2 separate regions of the Oryzias latipes genome follow, and region 2 is linked to region 1. The links are chromatin contacts, called in public Hi-C maps. All regions are on one chromosome and are shown on one strand. Each heading gives the region's core, a stretch centred on a gene start, on an enhancer-like site or on the middle of the called end of the contact. The rest is flanking DNA. Distances are from core to core; before and after follow the strand shown. Region 1 holds the start of LOC101160707 (carnitine O-acetyltransferase). Region 2 overlaps ntmt1 (N-terminal Xaa-Pro-Lys N-methyltransferase 1).

Evidence for each region. A called contact is a pair of places that touch in the nucleus more often than the background predicts.
Region 2: a contact with region 1 is called in a Hi-C map of embryo, with 2.1 times the contacts expected there. The contact joins the enhancer-like site here to the promoter of LOC101160707 in region 1. A contact is called at or near these places in 2 of 5 Hi-C or Micro-C datasets (both in embryo).

The regions. Positions count from the first base shown.
Region 1 is chr12:30,059,406-30,066,261 of ASM223467v1, reverse strand. It overlaps LOC101160707 (carnitine O-acetyltransferase), which reads left to right and starts at 3,865. Exons shown (of 14, transcript XM_020699938.2): 1 at 3,865-3,985; 2 at 5,420-5,710; 3 at 5,831-5,949. The coding sequence starts at 3,959. It overlaps ptpa (serine/threonine-protein phosphatase 2A activator), which reads right to left and starts at 1,571. Exons shown (of 10, transcript XM_023960751.1): 1 at 1,467-1,571; 2 at 669-778; 3 at 438-524; 4 at 110-235. The coding sequence starts at 1,491.
Region 2 is chr12:30,159,270-30,166,125 of ASM223467v1, reverse strand. ntmt1 (N-terminal Xaa-Pro-Lys N-methyltransferase 1) reads right to left here. Exons shown (of 7, transcript XM_023960817.1): 3 at 4,821-4,898; 4 at 4,531-4,721; 5 at 2,668-2,827. The coding sequence starts at 2,826. Among protein-coding and RNA genes, the nearest start is that of ndor1, 17 kb to the left of the region's middle. Within about 2 kb of position 4,310, at least 7 of the 8 cell types and tissues checked have an H3K27ac peak or open chromatin away from gene starts, as enhancers often do. A contact at or near this core is called in embryo, where this site is marked.

The sequences.
Region 1 (6,856 bases), core at 2,616-5,115:
CCAGAACGGTCATTGGAACGTGAGGGGGGAGGAGTCACTCAGTCCAGTTCTCATGTACAGTCAATGGTTCAGAGCAGAAGGTGAATTCAGTTGATGGATGTTTCCTAACCTGATCCAGTTTGGAGAACCAGGTTCTGAAGGCCTTGTTCCCGAAGCGGGACGGCTGGTCAATGGGAGGAGTCTCGTTTATCCACTGATCCAGAGTGGCCAGAAGATCCAGCAGTTTCTCTACAGTCTGTCCCAACAAAAGCACAGCAGCGACGGAAGCAGACAAATGTTGTTCCAATTAAACCAACACACATGTGAGTCCCGGTGCATCTTCATCGTTTTACTGTGGACCAGATTTCCTGAGAGCTACGGTCCGGTTCTGGTTCCAACAGCTCCGAGTTCAGATGTCAAGACTGCAAAATGTCACTAAGACATAAAAAAGGGCAAACCTGAGAAACCTTGTATTCACAGGTGAACTTCTTCCCCTTCACGCTTTCATTCAGAGTCAGAATGAAGCCCATGTAGTCGGCGTAGGCCTGCAACACAGACGCCACTGTGAGACCAGCTTTCCTGACACTTTACCTGACGCTTTAATGCCTTCAGGTGACTTCACATCCATCCTGCTCCCAAACACAGGCTGGAACTGAAAAGCACTGCTAAAAAACCAGTCCGGGTCTAACCTGAGACCGTTTCCACTTTCCCATGTCTGGCACCGTGCTGATTTCCTTCTTGGGGATCATGAAGGCGATTCCGGCTGTGGCGTCAGACGCTTCATCTTCAGGAGACGATCCTAAAGGTACAACAGGAAACTTTAGTTTGGCTACGTTTTCCAGTGAACTCAACTTTAATGTCATCAAGGTTCAGTTTGGACAACTTTCTGTTAACAGGACCCTGAACGTCTCATGAGCCAAATTATCTTCTGCCACAGGAAAATCAGCTGATACCACCTGTCAATCAAGACTGAAACTGAGAGTCTCAGCTTAAGTTTTCTGGACTGATGTGAACATGTTAGAATCGTGAAATGTGAAGCTGTTTCCTAAACAAAAGCACAAACTAAGTCTGTTTGGGTCAAAACTGAAGCTTTTAGAGAAACGATTGTCTTAATGATGATTCATGAAAAGTGTAGCATCCAGTTTAAGGAGGAGCTGCTTAACAGGGAGGACTGTAAAACTATTAGCCAGTAGCTAACTTTAGTCATTCTAAAAAAGCCTCCTCCACTCGTGGATTTACAGAAACAAATGTGGAATCAGTGATGCTTCCGACGGGCATGTTCTGTCAAAGCGGACCGCCTGCATCCATTATCGGACAGGTTTTATAAACAAAAACGCTTCTAAACAGAGCGCTGCTGATCAGGAGCCCGAATGCGCATGTCAGGCATGACGTCAGCAGGGCTCCCCGTGGAGCGCCAGCTGTCCAGCAGACATAAGGCAATGCAGTCAACCAGTCTGATTTCTAGCGGGAAATGAATTTCGGTTTACCTGACGGCTGCTCTGTTTCCGCCATGGCGACGAGCTTCTTCTTCTTCTTCGTGTGTTTCTCTGCCAGTTTAAACCTGTTAACGCTCCACAGCGCCCCCAGCGGCGGAGTATGCGATTACAGCCACCACCAGACAGAAAAGCACACAACTCTGACACATAAGGCCGCACAAAAAATAGGAAAGTAAAATTACGAGATTTAAAGTCGTAAATTAAAAAAAACTTTAAACTGAGATTAAAGTGGAAGTACATACAGAGTAGGAAGTGAACGCCACACAGCAGCAGAGCAGACCCACTAAACTCAATGGAACAGGTGAGTTAAATGTTTATTGATAACGTTCCAAATGTTTGGAATCTCATTTCTTTGATTTATGATTTATTAATGTTTTATCTATTGATGGGTGGTTTGCAGGATTTCTGCAGCCATTGATGAAGACGTTGGTGTCCCTGCAGATGTCCACTTCAATTCTTCATCTGTGTTTTATGTAGAAACGGGATGTTTTTCCTGGAGGAGGGGGCGTATATAACAGTTTACCTTCAGCATTGGTGTTCGGATGACAGGTTCATGATGTCATGAGACAAATGGACTTTTGGGTAGGAGAATGGAAAGGAGAATAAAGTAGTGGTCGTCTTGTCAGGGTTAGGACTTTTCCCTAACAAAGAGAAGAACCAAACAGGAGAAGAGAATTTTTGTTAGACTTCTGCAGAAGGAGAAGCCTGTCTGTCACAGAGGAGTTCTGTCCTCCCAGTGGATCCACTGGTTCTATTTTATGTTATCTGGTTGATAACATAAAAGTGGGTCATTCAGTCAAGCAGGAATATCATATATTGTATAGTCAGAACTTTTTACATCATTGTTTTTTTACTGAAAGAAAGAACTGAGACAATCATATTATTGTGATAATAGTGTGTAAGCAAATGATAATTACACAACTCTACACTCTACACCCAAACGCGTCTCTGAGCTCCTCACTTTACAGATGAAACTCCGCTTAACCGACACTGAAAACCGGCTACGCTGACAATAATCTGATTTTGAGTCACCAAGAGGTTCAGAATTTCTTTGTTTTTGAAACCTATCTGAGAATAAGGCTTCATAAAATGCTCCACATCTTTCATCTTCAAGCCTGGTTCTAACAAACAGACATGTTGGAGTTTTTTCTCGTGTAGGCAATGGCATTAATACAGCACAGAAACTTTCATTGTCCTGTACAGTATTATTGTCTCCAAACTGAGACGCTTTACAAAAGAGGTGTTATTTTGAAGTCACTTTCTCTGGAAAACTTGCAAAGGTAAAGCGTAACACAAAACAGATGCAAGAACTGCAAAGTATTCCACAATTAGACGAGGGGTGAAGGGCTGCACGGGGAAACGTGTTAGGGCTTTGGCATGGTTCGAATCCCGGCTAAGACCTTCCCGTGTGCAGTTTGCATGTTCAGGGGGATTTTCTCCATCAGTGGATGGATGAGGGGTGGTGTGGTGCAGTAATGCCTGCTGGTAACGTGATGTATTTTTGTCCAAATGAAAACACAGGAAGCCCTTTTGGAGGAACGACCTCCCCCTTTAGGCAGTCTGGCCCAGAAAATGATTGGCTTCCTATGAAAACAGAGCAAAGACTAAATGCCTCAGGTGGTCCGTGTGCATCCTAAATGCAAAGAATTCTACAAATACATACATAAAATACTTAACCTAGAAAACATTGTAAATACTGTTCACAATAATAAGAGAAAAATATGAAGTGAAAATGTTTGGTCCCTGAAACCAAGCAGGATTTTTTCAGCTTAACATTAGCAGTAAATAATATTGTTTATGGGAGTATGATTGTAGCTACATGTTATGTTAAAACAATACCTTAATAGTATTTCATTTTGTCTTACGCTACTTTGTCACACCGAAAAGTAACATGTCAGTGCTTTACATTACTTTTGTAATGGGTTACTCTGACTCCTGGTCGTCTGCATCAATTCACAAAAGGTTGTGAATTGGACCTTTTTTAATTGCCAGTTAAGCCAAATTTTCATTTATTTTATCATCGTATGCACACAAAGACATGTTGGTCAGATTTTTTGAATCACCAAATCGAATGTAAATATCAGAATTAATGTTTTTGATGCCGTGTTATACTTTGAATTACACAGTTTGCTCAAAAATGTTCTTTTTTATTATTCAACAGTTTATTATTTTGGGTAAATAGTACAAATGGTCCAATGCACAACCTTGTTTTATACCATCTGGGCTTTAAATCAGATTACAAAACAATAAATGCTGATGTTCCGGTTGGACAGTTTCTTTTAGCTGTTGTCTAGTTCATAGTAAAGTTTCTGTTATAAAAAAAATATCTTAGACAAAATTAAAACCAGAACAGATTCAGAAAAAAAGGTTGGTAGTTTGGTCTCTGGTGACGTCACTGAGGTTTGCGCAGCGGAACTCCGGTGGCTGAGGGGGCGGCTCCAGGGCGGTGAAAGCAGTGCGGGGGGCGTTTCCGTGAGGGCAGTATGTGGGGCATTTGCAGCAGAACGGCGGTGAGTTCGGCGCCTCCGGGGTCACTCCCGGTCATCCTGGTGACTTTACCGGCGAGAGCCTCTTCCGCCTGGACATTTACCGCTGCCCGTAGCGGACAGAAGGCTCCCGGTGATCGGTCTCTGCTGTGTGTCTGAGGTGGAACGGAGAAGCTAATGCTAGCTGCTGTTTTTAGCTCAGGCTAACCTAAGCCGGGTCAAAGGTCAGTGTACAGCTAGCCAAAAACCGACCCAACCAGGCACGTGACCACTAGTGGATTGACGTCGAGCCTCGTTCTTCGTGTTGCTCTGCTAAACGTTTAAGACCGTGAAGTGAATAAAGATGTTCAGGTGAAGAAGAACACCTGGAAGCTGTTGGCTGTTGTTCCGAGACATGTTCCTCTGCCACGGCCACGGCCACGGTCACCGTCCGTGACGACGCCGAACGCTGCGGGTTTTCCATCCTCACTCTAACATTTAGGAGGAAACGGTTATTTCTTCACATCTCAGAGTTCTGTTTGTGAACCAGAGCTCAGGTGGTTGAGCAGGCCGTCAATGAGTGAAGGGTCGGCGGTTCGATCCCCTGTTGATGTGACACTTCCCCTCCGCGGCTCCACTGGTGCAGAGTGTCCGGTGATGGTCAGAGGGGCTGGACTGTCAGTCTGCAGCTGAGCTGATCATCCATCACCAAGGATGGATGACGGACACACTGGAAGAGCTTTGAGCGTCTGGAAGAGCAGATCAATCCATGATTGCTGCCTCCCTTTAGCAGAGCCCAAGTATACTTGTAGTACCCTCACTGCTAGAATACTGTACAGTACAACAGGAGGAGACCAGGAACCTCTGCAGAGTAATGAGCTGTAGAGCATCAGACTGTTCTCTGCCTCTCAGCACTAAGACACGCGTCTGAAGACAGTCATGGCGTTCAGCATGGCTGCAGGTCAGTGCTGTGAGCTCTTCTGTTTGTTCATGGTGAAGGATTCAAACGCTGAGCACAGACGTTCCTGACAGTAAGCTGACATGTTTGTTTCTGTCTGATAAAAAGCCAAATGACTGTGAATACTTTGGGGGAAATAGACCAGTAATTTAAATACATCAGAGTCTTAACTTTGAGGCAGTTTGCGAGTAAAGTCTGGATGAAATCAAAAAGTCACCCAGACTTCCCTTTGGGTGACGTGGATCTAGTTTGGTGCAGCTCTTTGTCTTTTCGTACAGCAGTGAACTTTTGTCCTCACTAGTCCAGAAATGTCTCAATCAGAACTCATTCCAGTTAAAACTCTTAGTGGTCTGCATGGTGTAGCTGATGGTTCCCAAATATCTGGATTGGAAGGCCTCCATCTGGTTGTAAGAACCCTCTGGATGCTGAGCATCCTCTGAAGATGACGGCCAACAGGAAAAGAGATTGACGCTCTGAGTGACGGTCAGACCCGTGGTGACGTCTCTGTCTGCCTGCTGCAGGTGGGGATGGCCAAAGCTTGTGGATTTGTCAGACCTCACCACTTTGTCAAGCCGGTGTGCGGGACTCGAGTCTCTGGGAGGTACCGGTCCCACCAGCAGGGGCTGCCCACTCTGCCCGTGCCCCCTCTGCAGCAGACCTGTGAGCGTTACATCGCTGCCTTGGAGCCCATCACAGATGTCGCTGACCTCCAGCACACGAAGACGCTGGTGGAAGAGTTCCAGAAGGCCGGAGGGATTGGAGAGAGGCTGCAGAAAGGCCTTGAACAGCGAGCCCGCCGGGCCGAGAACTGGGTAAAGTCCCCCCACTGTGTGGTTTATGTCTAGTCTGTATTTCACATTTGCTCATTTTGGAAAAGCAAACGCAGCATAATGGGCTGACAGGGACTGAAGCTGGTCTTTTGCGTTCTGCAGTTGTCAGACTGGTGGGTTCAGGTGGCTTACCTGGAGTACCGGATGCCGGTGGTGGTCCATTCCAGCCCTGGGTTGGTTTTGCCGCGGATGACTTTCAGCGATCAGGCGGGTCAAATAAGGTTCTTATCTTCATGGACTCCAAAGTACTGCTGCTTTTGAGAAACCTGCTGGTGATTTTTATCAGACCTTTTGTTTTAGTGTTAAAGATAAAGTTAGATCATCTCCCCCAAACCTGAAAACTCTGAGAAACAGGCGGCTAAAACTGTAGAAACCAGATTTAAAGACCCGCTCAAATGAAAACGCTGCTTTTAGCACAGTTTTGAAACGTAAAACTGTTTCTGAGTACAGCGTTTCCCCGCGTGTTCACGTGTCAATATTCACGGTTTCACGTATTCCTGGGTCATGTGACTCCTCCGGTTCATCACAAAAACTCACACCAAGACGCTTGCATGAGACTTCTGCGTCCAAAGGAGGGGCTGCGGGGGAGGGTGGAGCGTAGAGGAAGAGCACGCCGACCCGTGGGCGTCCTCGCCGGCTGCTACAGAATATCTCCCAGCTGGTTCCAGCGGTTCCTGAATCACTAGAACCGAGTCGGTGCCCCTGCAGGGAGAAATCAGCTCAGAAAATCTCCTGAAGCGCTGAAGAAGATAATCGTAGAGAATAATTATCATCCGGATGAATGAACGACGGATGAAACGGCCTCTTCTGGACGAAGATGACCTCTGACACTGACCTGACCTGATGAAGGAGGACAAACAGAGTCCTGGTTTTAAGACACAGAGACGCAGAGAGACTCTCCTGATGTCATAGAGGACGCTACGGTACCGTCTATTGATCTGGTGATCAATGTTCTTTAATGTCTCACAAAGCATCAGAGATGTTTCAGAGGTTTGGATGAGGAAACATCAGACATTCTGCAGCCTGGGGGGTGGGGGGTGGGTCTCCGTATTGCTGGATTCGGCGTACCCGCAGGCGTCTCTGGGTCCTAATGCCTGCAGATACGGGGGGATTCTGTATTTCTTCATT
Region 2 (6,856 bases), core at 3,061-5,560, 99 kb before region 1:
GATCCTCTGACCTAGAGTGGATCCAGATCCTCTGACCTAGAGTGGATCCAGATCCTCTGACCTAGAGTGGATCCAGATCCTCTGACCTAGAGTGGATCCAGATCCTCTGTCCTAAAGTGGATCCAGATCCTCTGTCCTAAAGTGGATCCAGATCCTCTGACCTAGAGTGGATCCAGATCCTCTGACCTAGAGTGGATCCAGATCCTCTGACCTAGAGTGGATCCAGATCCTCTGTCCTAAAGTGGATCCAGATCCTCTGTCCTAAAGTGGATCCAGATCCTCTGACCTAGAGTGGATCCAGATCCTCTGACCTAGAGTGGATCCAGATCCTCTGTCCTAAAGTGGATCCAGATCCTCTGTCCTAAAGTGGATCCAGATCCTCTGCCCTAAAGTGGATCCAGATCCTCTGCCCTAAAGTGGATCCAGATCCTCTGACCTAGAGTGGATCCAGATCCTCTGACCTAGAGTGGATCCAGATCCTCTGACCTAGAGTGGATCCAGATCCTCTGACCTAGAGTGGATCCAGATCCTCTGACCTAGAGTGGATCCAGATCCTCTGACCTAGAGTGGATCCAGATCCTCTGACCTAGAGTGGATCCAGATCCTCTGTCCTAAAGTGGATCCAGATCCTCTGTCCTAAAGTGGATCCAGATCCTCTGACCTAGAGTGGATCCAGATCCTCTGACCTAGAGTGGATCCAGATCCTCTGACCTAGAGTGGATCCAGATCCTCTGACCTAGAGTGGATCCAGATCCTCTGACCTAGAGTGGATCCAGATCCTCTGACCTAGAGTGGATCCAGATCCTCTGACCTAGAGTGGATCCAGATCCTCTGACCTAAAGTGGATCCAGATCCTCTGACCTAGAGTGGATCCAGATCCTCTGACCTAGAGTGGATCCAGATCCTCTGACCTAGAGTGGATCCAGATCCTCTGTCCTAAAGTGGATCCAGATCCTCTGTCCTAAAGTGGATCCAGATCCTCTGTCCTAAAGTGGATCCAGATCCTCTGACCTAGAGTGGATCCAGATCCTCTGACCTAGAGTGGATCCAGATCCTCTGTCCTAAAGTGGATCCGATCCTCTGCCCTAAAGTGGATCCAGATCCTCTTCATCCAAACTTCCAGACAGAAATTCCTGCTACTGAACAGTTTTCCAGATTCTTGGATTTCTTCCAGATCATCAAGTTAATGAAATCTGTGTCCAAACCAACATATAAACTAGAATGAATGTCAAATCCATTCACATGTTAGTTTGCTAAAGTTCACCACTGTTGTTTTTCCACATCCAAAGAATCCAAAGGGAACATTCTTAGAACATTCTAGACACTGGATGGTCACATGACTTTATTCAAAGTCTGTCCACACATTGGACTGGAATGATGGACATTGATGACATCACGTGTGTGTTGATGCTGTGATTGGTCGGTTTTACCTTCGAGTCTCATAAACCTGCTGTACCTCAATCCAGATGGAATGTTCAAAGACCAATAGATCTCATTTAGAAACGGTTTAACAACGTATTAGGATTGAATTTGAGAAAATCTCTAGGCTGCTGTCCTGCTGTTAGTCCCCCCCCCTCCCTGTTGCTGGTTTCCTGGTGGGTGTGGCCAATCAGAAGTTTGCAGAGGCGGACCTCGTCCAACATCTGAGCTTCTAGAGGAAGTGGTCAAACGTAAACACTAATCCTCTTTTCAGCTCTACTTCTTATATTTAAACACATTTTTGTGGCTGATGTCAGCAGATCGCCGGACACGGACGCCTGGATCTGTTCCAGCAAACATCCGGCCTCTTTGGACCGATCCGGATTAGAACAAAAGCAATGGATAAAACTAAAGTGTAAAGCAGGACTGGGTGAGATGGTGGACCTGAAGTCTTGAAGTTACCGGCCTCAGGTGACCTCTAGTGAACCCAAACTGAGACTTTTTTGTTCACATCACATCATGGCTGCACTGCCATCACAGATGAAGCTCAGTGTTTAGGTTTAAGCACCTGGTCACCGTGGGGCAGGGTTCAGCCAACCCCCCCACCTCTGGAACATGGTCCAACATTAAAACTCCCCTTTTCAGGCCCCGCCCACCCTTCGGTCTCTTCTAAACTTTGAACTGGACGTCGTTTTTTCAGCTTCAGTGTTTTTGATCGGTGACCTCCGGTTCTGAGAAAGGTCAGTAATAAATCAAACGTGTGATCAGCGATGATTGCTGTCATGTTTCTATGCTGAGCTGTGGATGTCAGACTGCATGTCTGCTGTAACGCCGGTTCATCACGAAGAAGGAAAACTGGAGGTTTAAACGCTGAAGTCGTCCTGTTCAGTGTTGCTTTAAAACATCATCATGCAATTCAAATTCCTGTTCAGGTCCAATGAGGTGCCATATGTTTCCTTCCAGCCATTGTTATTGATATTTTCAGCCAAAAAACCGCTTTGGTGCTGAAAGTTCAACCTTTTGGTCTGTTAAGTCACCTGTCAATCATTTTCCATCAAACCAAACAGGTTTGGAAAAGCCTTCACTTTGGAATCCAATGGTGTTCAGGAATTTGAAAGTCCAGGACTGAAATGTGACCTTTGACTGACCTGTGAGTGCTCCAACCAGAGGCCGGACTGAGATCTACCCCACGGGGGGGTCAGTGGGCCCCCAATCAACCGTCTAAACCATCTTATTTTGACATCTTACACCAAGGAATTTGTTGAGGAAAGCCTTTGATCCGTTGATGTCAATGCTGGAGATGCTGCCGTAGCCCCCCAGCATGCCGTCCACCGTGGGGGGGACGTCCCTCCAGTAGCCCTCAGCGTTGGAGTAGAAGCTGGTTTCATCCTCTGCTTTGTCCCCCATCCTGCAGCGACCCAAGAAACCCAAAGTGGGTCACAGGACAGTCAACAGACGTGGACCGGAAAGAATCTCCATCCATGTTCTGGAAGAATCCTTCAGTAATAAACACCCCGACATTCCTGAAAGAAGCACCTCTAAGACATGGACAAGCATTAGGAAGACATTCAGGAGCATTTGCTGATCCTCTAGATCAGTGTTTTTCAACCAGTGTGCCGCGGCACACTAGTGTGCCGTGAGAGATGGTCAAGTGCGCCGTGGGAAATTGTCCTCATTCACTGATCTAAAAACATTTCCCATCTCCAGGAAATCAGCTCTGTGTTCATCCAAACAGGCCCTGATAAAACACTGAATAGTGAGGAATATAAAAGATTATACAATTAAATTTTATTTATTTAATTATCTAAAGGCCCAACTTCCTGCTTTTTCCACCACAACTATCACAAAAATGCACGTTAGATTGCGGGGGGCGTGGGGGGGGGGGGGGGGGGGGCTTGATCAATAAAGATCATGAATTTCTGCTTTTTTTTTCTTTGGATGCTGGTGTGCCGCAGGATTTTTGGCAGGGTTAAAGTGTGCCGTGGCTCAAAAAAGGTTGAAAAACACTGCTGTAGGGCATTTCCCAGATGCTGACAGACAGATTCACTTTCCTTCTTCCATTTCACAAACGCAGCTTTTGCACAGATCAGAGTCATTCTCTGACGGCTGTGACTGGAGGTCATGTGACCTAAGGTCATGTGACCTTAGGTCACATGACCACAGCTGATCCACAGCTGTCTCTAAAGGACCAGTTTTCTGGGGTCACCGTCCTCTGGAGACTAAATAGACCCACAATAGATTGTGAAGAAAAGAAAAGTGTTTTTAACACTCATCCTTTTTTAAGGTTTTCAGCGTGAAGCTCGCGTCTCTCCGGGTCTGGAGAAGGACCCGGATCAGAGGGAGCCGCGAGTTCTGGAAAACTTCAAAACAGGTAAAGGAATGAGTGCTTGGAACAAACATGTCTACGGTTTCCTCCTCCACATCGGAGTTAAAGGCCACATCTGTTCCAGAACGTGGAAAATGTGGCGTTTTTTAGATATTATTCACCAAGTTCACAGCCACCGGTCAGAAAACTGATCTGGAGACCTTTGAGGGTCTCACAACCCCCCTTCACGTGTGTGTAAATGTGTGTGTGTGTGTGTCAGGCCATCAGTGTGTCCCGTTAAAGATGTGCGTGTAGGAGTCGATTACAACTGGTGGTTAGTTTGGTTGTGTGTGTAAACTGTATGTTGTGTTTGTACGTTATGATATAATGCACATACGAACACGCACGTGCAGGTACACAAAGTATTGTGTGTTGTGTGAGTTACACATGCAGTACCCCCCCCCCCCCCCCCCCCCCACACACACACGTTCATTTCTGTTCACTGAACGTCCTCCACTCTTCTCGGATGCGGCACTGAAACCACTTCCGGTTGGTTCTCTGGGCTGCAGCTCCGTCTGATCGCATTAAAACATGAATCCACCGGTTCGCACGTGGAACACACGAGCGCGTGCGCGTGGTCCCTGTTAATAGCCTCGGCGCGCTCGCGCTATCACGCGTTTACCGCCTCAGAAAGAACTTGAAGAAGTTGGTTTTGGAACCGTCCGAAGTGACAGCAGAACCGTCATTCATTTCATCTGAATAATGTGGGTCAGCCGGGTCAAGCCCGAACCTCCCTCCAGTCTGACCTTCAGTCCACGTCCCGGTCCGCTTCCACGAGCGTTTGCGGCGTGGTCGCTGTCGTCTCCCCCAGGCCGGCTGCCCTCACCCCGGGACTCACGCTTCCATTTCAGGAGCTCATCCAAAACCGTGCACTCTGACGTCATTTCCTTATTTAGACACCGCGGGAAGAACTGGCGACAGCGCCCCTGGTGGAGGTCTGTGGTGTGACACGCCGGAAACGAGCTTTTCGTGGTTAATGGGACATTTTTACGGTTAGTTTTTTATCAAAACATTTTCTGTGTAACTCCATTATTACGTCACATCCGCAGAAATGAGTTCAGGTGACTATGGAGGTCAGACCATCGCTGCTCCGCTTCCCTGCTGTTCTAGACATCTGTGGAAAAAAGGAAATACTTTACATTTACAACATGCATGTAGAAAATCCTTCACAGGGGTGAACCTCCACCGAGGGAACATATCAAGCTGAAATGTAGAGCGGGTGCATCCACCCGGGGGGCTATGAGTCCCCTACAGATGCACAGACCCCACCCTAAGACAGGGTCCAACTTTTACACATTTAAGAACTGCAAGTTTGCCTTGAATCCAACACCGATGCACTTTAAGGGCTGTGTCAAACAATGTAAAGACTGTTGGATCACAGTTGGACTGTTTCAGTATCAGAATTCATCAGTTGACGTGTCATTTTTGATGAACTGCTTAGAAACTCTCTATTTCAACCTTCAAACTGTTGTATTATCTGCTCATGTGCACTGTCCCTGCTCCATAAAAGAGAAATAAATGAAGACATGTCTCTGCTCAGTTTGGTGATAATATCCTTATTGACTTGGTTTGGTTTTTGTTGTTTCCCTCTGCGTTTGTGTCCTCTGGTTGTAATCACTCAAAGATTTTGTCAGATTTATGATGTCAAACAGTATTTTCTAATGTTCAACTCAGTTCCATGTTTTGTAATGTTTGGTAATGTTCTAATTGTTCGTGAGCTGCAGGAAATGACACATTCTAGTCAGGAGACCCATTGCAGGGCTATGAAGCATCTATGTGGAGACTCTGTTCCTGAACACCAACAATCCCACCAATACTGTACATCATTCTGCTATTTAAAACAATCATCTCAGATTTAAAAAAGTCTTTAGCCTATTATTTTCTAAAAGGTTAAGATAAAGATGAAATAACAAAAGAATGATGTCATAACTTAGAGAATTGCCCTCATCAGCATTCGTATGGTCTCAGATTTGCATCCATTGATCATAAATTCTACAACAACTTCACTTTGTTTGGGTAACACTGACGTCATCATTGCCTGCTTTCTTTACGGTTCCTGCTCTGTTCGTTCAGGGTTACATTCATTTTAAATTCTGATCCTTTGAATTAATCATAAATGCAACAATATTGCAACAATGAAGGTTTCCCCTCGTTTACCTGCTCCACAGGTCGTTAAATCGAATCAGCAGGTGATTCACATGTTTGGTGGGGTTTGATGTCAGATGCAGTTCCTGACTCAATCCTCTGCATTTGGTTTCAGCCAATTCCTGTGGTTATTGAATTATCCTCTGAGGTTGTGGAAAACATTTGGTTGTTTTCAGCTTTTTGGAAAACTATTAAATATATTTATTCTTTATGTCCTGGAGATTGTATTTACATCAGGTTACTATTTCCCCACAACATTTACCTTTTGAAAACTGAACAGGAAGCGGCCGGCCGTTCCAGGACTGAGGACAGCTTTGTAAAGTGACCACTGGAGGGCAGTGCAGCATTGGGGGCGACTAGCTTGGGTTCTGTGTGGGACCAAAGGCTTGACATTGCACTGATGCAGGGCTTTGCTATGCTTTAGTACCCATCATGCATCTGCAACCATCTGTCACATCAGCAGAGTTTTCATGAAGATGTCTCAGTGTCACTATGATGAATGCATCTATTTTGATTGTTTCTGACATGACCAATACAATATTTAACAAAATCTTTCATTTATCCAGTTTGTTTTTGCCCCTAGTAGACCCACAAGCCTTTAAAAGCTTTGTATAAGGTGCTTTCTGTGTTTGTCAGCATCATTAGACAGCAGTGAGGGGTGGTCCACAGAGGGAAGGGGGCAAGGTGGGGATGAGGTGCCCCCCAGCCTGGCAGGAAGAGCTGAAAACAGCTTATCTCTGTGTTGAAGTTTATGACATGTGGAGTGAAAACTTAGATGATCTAAATGTAAGTTCAGTCCTTTGTATAATACTGAAAAAAGTTTTATGGGAAATATTCTCCATTCACCTATCCGTCCACTTTCTCCTGCTTATCTGTGACCAAGCAACAGAGGCAGCAGTCTCAGCAAATATGTCCAGACCTTCCTTT